Linked DNA regions of Mus musculus: region 2 is linked to region 1. A link is a contact called in public promoter capture Hi-C data. All regions are on one chromosome and are shown on one strand. Each heading gives the region's core, a stretch centred on a gene start, on an enhancer-like site or on the middle of the called end of the contact. The rest is flanking DNA. Distances are from core to core; before and after follow the strand shown. Region 1 holds the start of Ankdd1a (ankyrin repeat and death domain containing 1A). Region 2 overlaps Snx1 (sorting nexin 1).

Evidence for each region. Promoter capture Hi-C pulls out the DNA fragments that hold promoters and counts their contacts.
Region 2: a contact with region 1 is called in a promoter capture Hi-C map of hippocampal neurons, with 2.2 times the contacts expected there. The contact joins the enhancer-like site here to the promoter of Ankdd1a in region 1. A contact is called at or near these places in 4 of 39 promoter capture datasets (hippocampal neurons, liver and pre-B cells).

The regions. Positions count from the first base shown.
Region 1 is chr9:65,518,028-65,521,795 of GRCm38.p6, reverse strand. It overlaps Ankdd1a (ankyrin repeat and death domain containing 1A), which reads left to right and starts at 1,577. Exons shown (of 15, transcript NM_001370871.1): 1 at 1,577-1,636. The coding sequence starts at 1,603.
Region 2 is chr9:66,089,077-66,092,844 of GRCm38.p6, reverse strand. Snx1 (sorting nexin 1) reads left to right here. Exons shown (of 15, transcript NM_019727.2): 12 at 2,115-2,258; 13 at 3,237-3,317; 14 at 3,656-3,727. Among named protein-coding and RNA genes, the nearest start is that of Snx22, 21 kb to the right of the region's middle. Within about 2 kb of position 2,049, at least 45 of the 459 cell types and tissues checked have an H3K27ac peak or open chromatin away from gene starts, as enhancers often do. A contact at or near this core is called in hippocampal neurons, where this site is marked.

The sequences.
Region 1 (3,768 bases), core at 328-2,827:
TCATGTCTAAATAGCATGCCGGGGCAAAAATCATCCCTCTACATAAAAAGACTTTTATCTGTTCCAGAGGGAGGCTCCACAGCCAAGCAAGCACTTGGGTCTTTTGAAGCCAAGCACTGAGAAGTCTTTTGGAGCTGAAATAAATCTTCTGGTCATTTGCCACCGGTCAGAGCATCCCCTCCAGCAAGGGCAGGGTGGGACTAAAATCCAGAGACATCTGGGCAGTGTCCAAACATCACACAAGCTCAGGGAACTGCAAACATCTGCACTGGGCTCCCATCGTGGGGCAGTCTGCCGTCCTGTCCCGCTCTCTCCTCCTTTTATGCTTCTGTTCATCTAACGAAGAACAAAACAGCACACAGAGAAGCAGAGAAGATGGGCAGCAAAAGGACTCAACAGATGTAATACTGCCACGCTCAAGAGCCTGTGTGAATTTTTGAGCTTCTTCGGGAGGCAACGGGTGGCTCCGGGGTATCCCAGCATCTTGCAGTATGGTCAGAGTCTTGACTGATACTTGACTCTGGAGGGAAGCTGACGTGGAAGATCACGTGAGCCGGTGTGTTGGAGACCAGCGTGGACAAAAAGCTAGATTTGGTCTCAGAAGACAAAACACACCAACAGTAAACAAAGGAGAAAAAAAAAACACCCAAATTTTTGTTTCTTTTTAATATTAAATTACAGGGAAATGGGCCCAAAGCCTAGTGTGATTTGACTGTCATGGAATTATAAAATTGTGACCACGCTCTAACAATTAAAGGCTATGTCAACGTGGAGAAGTGGAGAATGTTGGAGGCACAGTTAACACTGGGAATTTGACGCTTCAGCTAGTCTCCAAAAAGAATGACAGGGATCTAGTCTGCTGAGGGGAAAGGGTTGGAAGAGCATTCCACACGGAAAGGAATAGCAGTTTCTTAGAGCAGCAGGCAGCGCAGAGGGTGGCTCATTTTACTGGAGGAATTTTTACAATGTTAATTTCATTGATTTGTTTGCCTTTGATTTATTTTACTTCCTTCGGGTTGAAAAGTCTTTTCCCTCCTTTCTGCCAGTCTGGATTCCAGAATGCCAGCCTTAGGCTGCTGCCACCAGCGGAGTGTACTCGCTGGGACAACTGCACCGTCTGCTCTGGCATCTGGCATATGGCATCCTCCAGCTTTCTCCGTGTTTCTGTTTGTTTGTTTGCGTTTGGTTTTAGCCAATCTAAGTAACGTAATTTATATCTCGTTATTGTTGTAACCCGATTTTTCTGATCCTGAATACATCTTTTGTCCTATGTCCGTAGGCTTGGTGGGGTAGTAGGGGTCTGAAGTGTCCAGTGTGGGAGGGCTTGTTGAGGCATCAAGGTTGGGAGGTCCCAGGGGGATTGCGCGCAGGGACCTAGGCAGCTTGAAGGCGTGTGTGTGTGTGTGTGTGTGTGTGTGTGTGTGTGTGTGTGTGTGTGTAAGCTGTGGGTGCCCGGGTCGGATTCGCGGATGGGCTGATAATGAGCAGGGGCTACAGAGAGATGCAAAGCCTCCACCACCCACTCCCCGCTCTGCGCGCTCCCAGCTCTGCGCTCTCCCCGCCCTGGCAACTAAACGCCTAGCACCAGCCGGGAGCTGCAGGATGGAGGAGGAGCTGGCTTGGGAGACCCACGGCTGTGAGTCCCAATGCCGCTGGCGGGGGCGGGGCGGAGGATGGGGGGGGGTGCGCAGAAAGAACGGATGCCTGGTGGGAGGACCCCAGGTCACAGAGGGTGACCCAGAGAGAGGCTGGCCCTTGGCCTGGACACCTCTGTCTCAGTCTTCTCTGTGGCTTCCGAAAAAAAAAAAAAAAAAAAAACAGAAGAATGCCGCACAGGTGTAGGGCACAGTGGCTGAACATCTGGGACTCAGGGTGTCCTGAACAAGGCAAGCTCGAGTGACAACGATCCTTGATAATAACTTGCTTTGTGTGGCAGTCCTTAAAGCAGGTCAGGCCAGTCTTCTGTCTTTGCTACTATATGGGTTGGGCCTACTGACATCTCCATTTTTCAGATGAGAGGGCTGAGAGACAGGGTGAGGTCACATGACTGTAGAAATGCTGAAATCAGGAATAGGAGCACACACAATTTGGCCGGTAGAATGTTTGTTTAATATGCACAAGGCCGTGGGTTCAATCCCAAGCACCATGTAAAACCAGGCGTGTGGCACACATCTGTAATCCTAGCACTGGGGAAGTAGAGGCAGGAGGATCAGGAATTCAACATCACCTTCCATCCTTGGCTACACAGGGAGTCCAAGGCCACCTGGGCTACATGAGACCCTGTCAGCCACCACCACCACCACCACCACCACCACCACCAAAACAAACACTTAAAGATCTCAGTTCACCCAGAATAAAATGGGGTGTAGACACCATATCAAAGAAGGAACCAGGGCCTAGGAAAGAGGTGCTGTGGTCAGCCCTATCCCTGTGTGAGATAAGGAACTTCAGAGCCTCTTTCAGAATGTACTTAGAACCAGGACATCTCAATGTGTGGGAAGCATGCATGTAGCTGGGAGACCTTTGGTGCCCTGCCTGGGAGAGGAAAGAGGACTGAGCCATCAGCTCCTTTGAGAAGTCTTAGTCCTGCTGCCCAGTCTGAGCCCTGCCCACTGAACCCGGGAGAGCTTTCTCAAATCCCCATAGTCCTGCCCACTGGACTTCAAAATGCTGAAGCCAGCTGTTACCATCCTCCCAGATGAATGAGGAATGGGGACTGGGCTCCCTTAAGCCTAAGTGTGGCTTTAAAATTTTGTATTATTATTATTATTATTATTATTATTATTAACAGATTCTCACAGTATATTCCTGGGGTTGTCTTTGAATTCACTATGTAGACCAGGCTGTAGATTTGCCTACCTCTCCCTCCAAGTGTTGGGACTAAAGATATGTGCCTTGCTTTGTTATTTGTTTGTGTGTGCTTATGTGTACCGGAAGAAACCAGAAAAAAGGCATCAGATCTCCTAGACCATAGTTATAGGCAGTCACCAGATGTGGGTGCTCATAACCAAACTCAAGTTCTCTGTAAGGAGCAGCACTTAAGCACTAAACCATCTCTCTGTAGGCCCCCTCAGCCCCACCTTTTAAAGAGACAGGGTCTCATGTAGCCCACATTGAATTTCAGCTTGCTGTCCTTGAACTCCTGACCCTCCTTCATCTCCTAAGTGTGCACCGGTTATTTCAGAGAGGTCACAGAGTTCTGCTGGGGTCAAAGGATCCTTAAGGATTCTCCCAGCCAAAGGGAGAGCAGTGAACTTGAGGGTGTGTGACTCTGAGCAGAAGACCCAGCGCCCATAAAAGCTCAGGTGTCAGAGAGCCTGGTGTGCGTTGCTGAGGCTGGAGATGTGTGGGGCGAGCGAGCAGCATGGGACAGGCAAGGTTTCATTCTAACTCTGTCACTTCAGTGCATGCTTTCCCCGCCAAGTCGCTGGCTCTCTGTCCCTGGATGCACAAAGGACCAGGCTCATGTGTGGAGGGCAGGGGACAACTTTCAGGAGTTGATGCTCTCCTTCTACCTTGTTTTAGAGATAGCATCTCTCTTGCTGTTTCTGCTAAGTTGTGGAGCATACTCCAGACTGGCTGACCTACAAGCATCTGGCAGTTCTTCTGCCTCCTATCTAATGCCAGAACTACAGATACACTCCACTGCAATTGGCTCTTCACACAGGCCCTGGGAATCGAACTCACGTTGTCAGGCTTGTATGCCAACACCTTCACTTTTATTGAACCATCTTGAGCTTTCTTTTACTTACTTACTTACTTACTTAC
Region 2 (3,768 bases), core at 800-3,299, 570 kb before region 1:
TGACACAGAACTGGCTTGGTGTTGCATGGAGGAGTGTGCTGAGAGAGCTTTCACCAGGGCCCTCCCTCCTTGTGCTGTGCTAACCACACTGGTAGCAACACTGCACGCTGCCCCTCAGGTCACATACCTCGGGTCTCCTGGTGACCAGGGTGGTCTGTTTCCAAGCTCTCTTACCAGTTAAAGAAGCTTTACTGGGCAGTATTATTAGCTCTTGCATGGCCTCCATGATAAAGGGAGAAACCAAGAGGAACCTGGCACTTGCACTGTAAGGACCTGATTCTGCACGGTATCAGGATGCATGAGCCTCCCCCTACTCCTCATCCCCAGCGCATCTCCCACTGTGGAGCTTCTGTGCTGTGTGGAGAGCTGAGCTGCCCCCTGGGTTCTCACTTCCCGTGCAGTCACAGCTGTTAAATGTAGCCTGAGAGCTGTTCCTTGTCCTGCTGATTCCAGAGAGATAAGAAATCAAGCCTGATACGGAGGGTTCTTAGAACCAGTTAGACTTCTAGGTTAAAAAGCCATGGAGAAGGGAAGGGCTCTGTCTGGGAAAAGCTTTCTGTGAAGAGCATTGTTTTGGGAGGCAGGGGTTCCCTAGAGAGCACAGCTTTTGGAAGTGATTGTAGACAGGGTGAGCCTTTGTGAACAGGGCTAAGCCTTGTTCTCCATGGGCTAGAGAAACCTGAGAGCAGAGAGCTGTGAGCAGGTCTCTTCTCAGAGAACCCGTGTGGGCCTCCTCATGTCATGAGTGAGCAGTGGGAATGAAGAAATGAGCAAAGGTTTCTTTTGTGTCCTTCCCTGAAGCCCTGTTAACCCAGTGGGATAGGTTTAAGCCTGTTTAGATAAGGAGTCAACCCTGTTCCTGAACTTTTGACATTAAGGTACTAAGGAATGGAAACACATGCCTGTAATCCCAGCAGCTGGGAGGCTACAGCAAGAGGATCATGGGAAAATCTAGGCCAGCATATGCTACATAGTGAGTTCAGTGGATACGTAGTGAAGCCTGTCTTGAGGAACAGAAGCAGCAGCAGAGTAGCAGCAGGGCTGGAGGAAGCAACGTTCAGTGGCCTTGCACTCTGCCTTCACTAGGAGCTGTGCTATGGCCTGGGCTGTGCTGAGGAAGCCTGGCACACATCCAGGGAATCTTTGCAGGGAATGGGGAGCAAATAAACAGGGCCACAAGGCTTCCCCCCACCTTGCTGTGGACTGCCTTTGAAGTCTGTAGAGTGCAGGTGGCCTGGCCAGCAATTGTCTTCTAACAGCGCTGCTTCTGTTCCAAGACTAGAAACAGGAAGCCAGTAATGACCTTTGGAGAGCCTAGAGCAGGTGAGTGAGTGTGTGGGTGAGGTGAAGGCAGTAAGTAGGTTGTGGCCATTTTAAGTGTTTATGTAAAGTCTCCTTAAGCTGTCAGCATGGTGACTTATGCCGGTAATGCCAGCACTTGAGAGACTGGGGCAAGAGGTTCAGGAGTTCACGGTCATCCTCAGCTCTACAATGAGATCAGGCCTGCCTGGCCTACCTGAGACCTTGTCTCAAAAGGAAAACAAATTCTGTTACCAGGCCTGTTGTTTGCATCAGTTTAAAAGGCTGCATCCTTGCTGTAGACTTAGAGCCTGCAGAGCTGAGCAAGGTCAATTAAGTTTTGGTGCCTGCTTGTTTTCCTAGTACTCTGCATATGTGTAAGCGGCTACTGTAATCGCTAATACGTTGAAGGCTTTCCCTGAGAGTGGGACCATGTGCTCCACTCCCACGGTATTCATAGCTCCTCACACGTGGCAGACTCAGGAAAGTGTAGACTCTTGGTCTGACTTGGTTGAGGTAGGCAGTTTGGAAACCTTATTAGTGTCAGGTTTTGGCATCAGGCCACCCTCTGTGCTCCAGTCACCCAGCCCTGGCCTGGAGTCGCATGGCGCTGGCCCATTCACTGGAAGCTTGAAGAGGGCCTGACCCAAGCTTGTGCTTTTAGACATTAAATGCCTCAGCTAACAGTGGCTGCAGAGGCTGCCCTTGCTCAGTGCTTCCCTGGCACAGCTGCTGGGGGATCCTCCTTCTAAGGCAGAGCCAGCCAGGACTGCTGAAGAGCTGGCTGTGCTCCTCCCAACTGCCCTCCCCCATAGGCTGCCTTCGACCAGCGCATGAAGACATGGCAGCGCTGGCAGGATGCTCAAGCCACGCTGCAGAAGAAGCGGGAGTCTGAGGCACGGCTGCTGTGGGCCAACAAGCCTGACAAACTGCAGCAGGCTAAGGATGAGATCACAGAGGTGAGTTTCCCACCAAAGCTAGCCCAGTGACCAGATGCTTAGGAGCCCAGAATAGGCAAGAGAGCTAATTGAAGGGCCAGGGCTCCTGGGTAGGCCTATGGGGATGACTTCAGGGCAGCCTTGAGGCTGGCTCTCCTCCAGTCTTTTTTATTTTTAAATGATTTTATTTTCATGTTTATGGGTGTTTTGCCTGCATGTCTGTGTACCATGGGACCTGAGAAGGCCAGAAGAGGGTATTGAATACCTAGGAACTTGTGAGCCACTGTGTGGGGGCTGGGATTTGAACTTGGATCCCCAGGAAGAGTAGCCAGTGCTCTTAATCCCTGGGGTAACTAGCTCTTTGGGCTGGAGAGATGGCTCAGTGGTCAAGAGCACTGACTGCTCTTCCAGAGGTCCTGAGTTTAACTCCCAGCAATCATATGGTGGCTTACAACCATCTGTAATGGGATCTGATGCCCTCTTCTGGTGTGTCTGAAGACAGCTACAGTGTACTCATATAAATAAAATAAGTAAAAGTTAAAAAAAAATGTTAAGACTCTAACTCCTTACATGAATCTTTGAGAAGCTACCTAAGTGATTCAGACATGCCTGTCTAGGAAAGACATAAATTAAGGGGTTTTGTGGCTTGTGCTGTATCTTTGAGTTCCCGAATCAGAGTCTGCTATGGTGCTAGAGTTTTCTCAAAGGCTAAGCTTGGCCAGAGACACATGGCCATCGTTTCCCGTTGCCTGCTGGGCTATGGTATGCAGTTCCATACCATACTCTTAGGTATCTCATCCTCCCCAAAGGGGCAGAAAGATGTTAGGACCCAGTGAGGTCTCCTGTAGAATTGCACCATGACATTAAATGACACTGCGCACCTCACACGCCCGCCCTTTGGATCTGTGGTACTGAACTCAAACCCAGACTCTCACACTGGAGCACTGTGCTGCTGAGCTCCATCCAGACCTTAAGTGAGCCTCTCTTTCCTCTTCCTAGTGGGAATCTCGGGTGACTCAGTATGAAAGGGACTTTGAAAGGATTTCCACAGTTGTCCGAAAGGAAGTGACACGATTTGAGGTGAGCTAGAAACCATGTGTTCTGTGTGCACCTGTGTATCTGCTCTCTGGTTTCTGAGGCATGGTGGCTATCTTACATTTACTGCTGTACCAACGCGATGACACACAAAGCAAAGCCAGGAGCTGCTATGTGTCCTTTCCCCCCCACCACTCTCCTTGCCCGCAGAGAAAGCTTGCAGAGCTTTGGCAGAGACTGTTTGGCCAGAAACTGTCACTGTTAAAGTTACTGACTCTACTTCCCAAGTGTGTGCTTGGCCTTGGTCAGCAGTAAACACCACCATCCCAAAACGGGAAGGAACCACTGACTGGGAGGTCAGCGTAGAATCCTGTCTCTTACAGAAAGAGAAGTCCAAGGATTTCAAAAACCACGTGATGAAGTACCTGGAGACACTCCTACATTCCCAGCAGCAGGTATGTATGTAATGTGCACAGCTCTGGCCCCTCATTTCCTG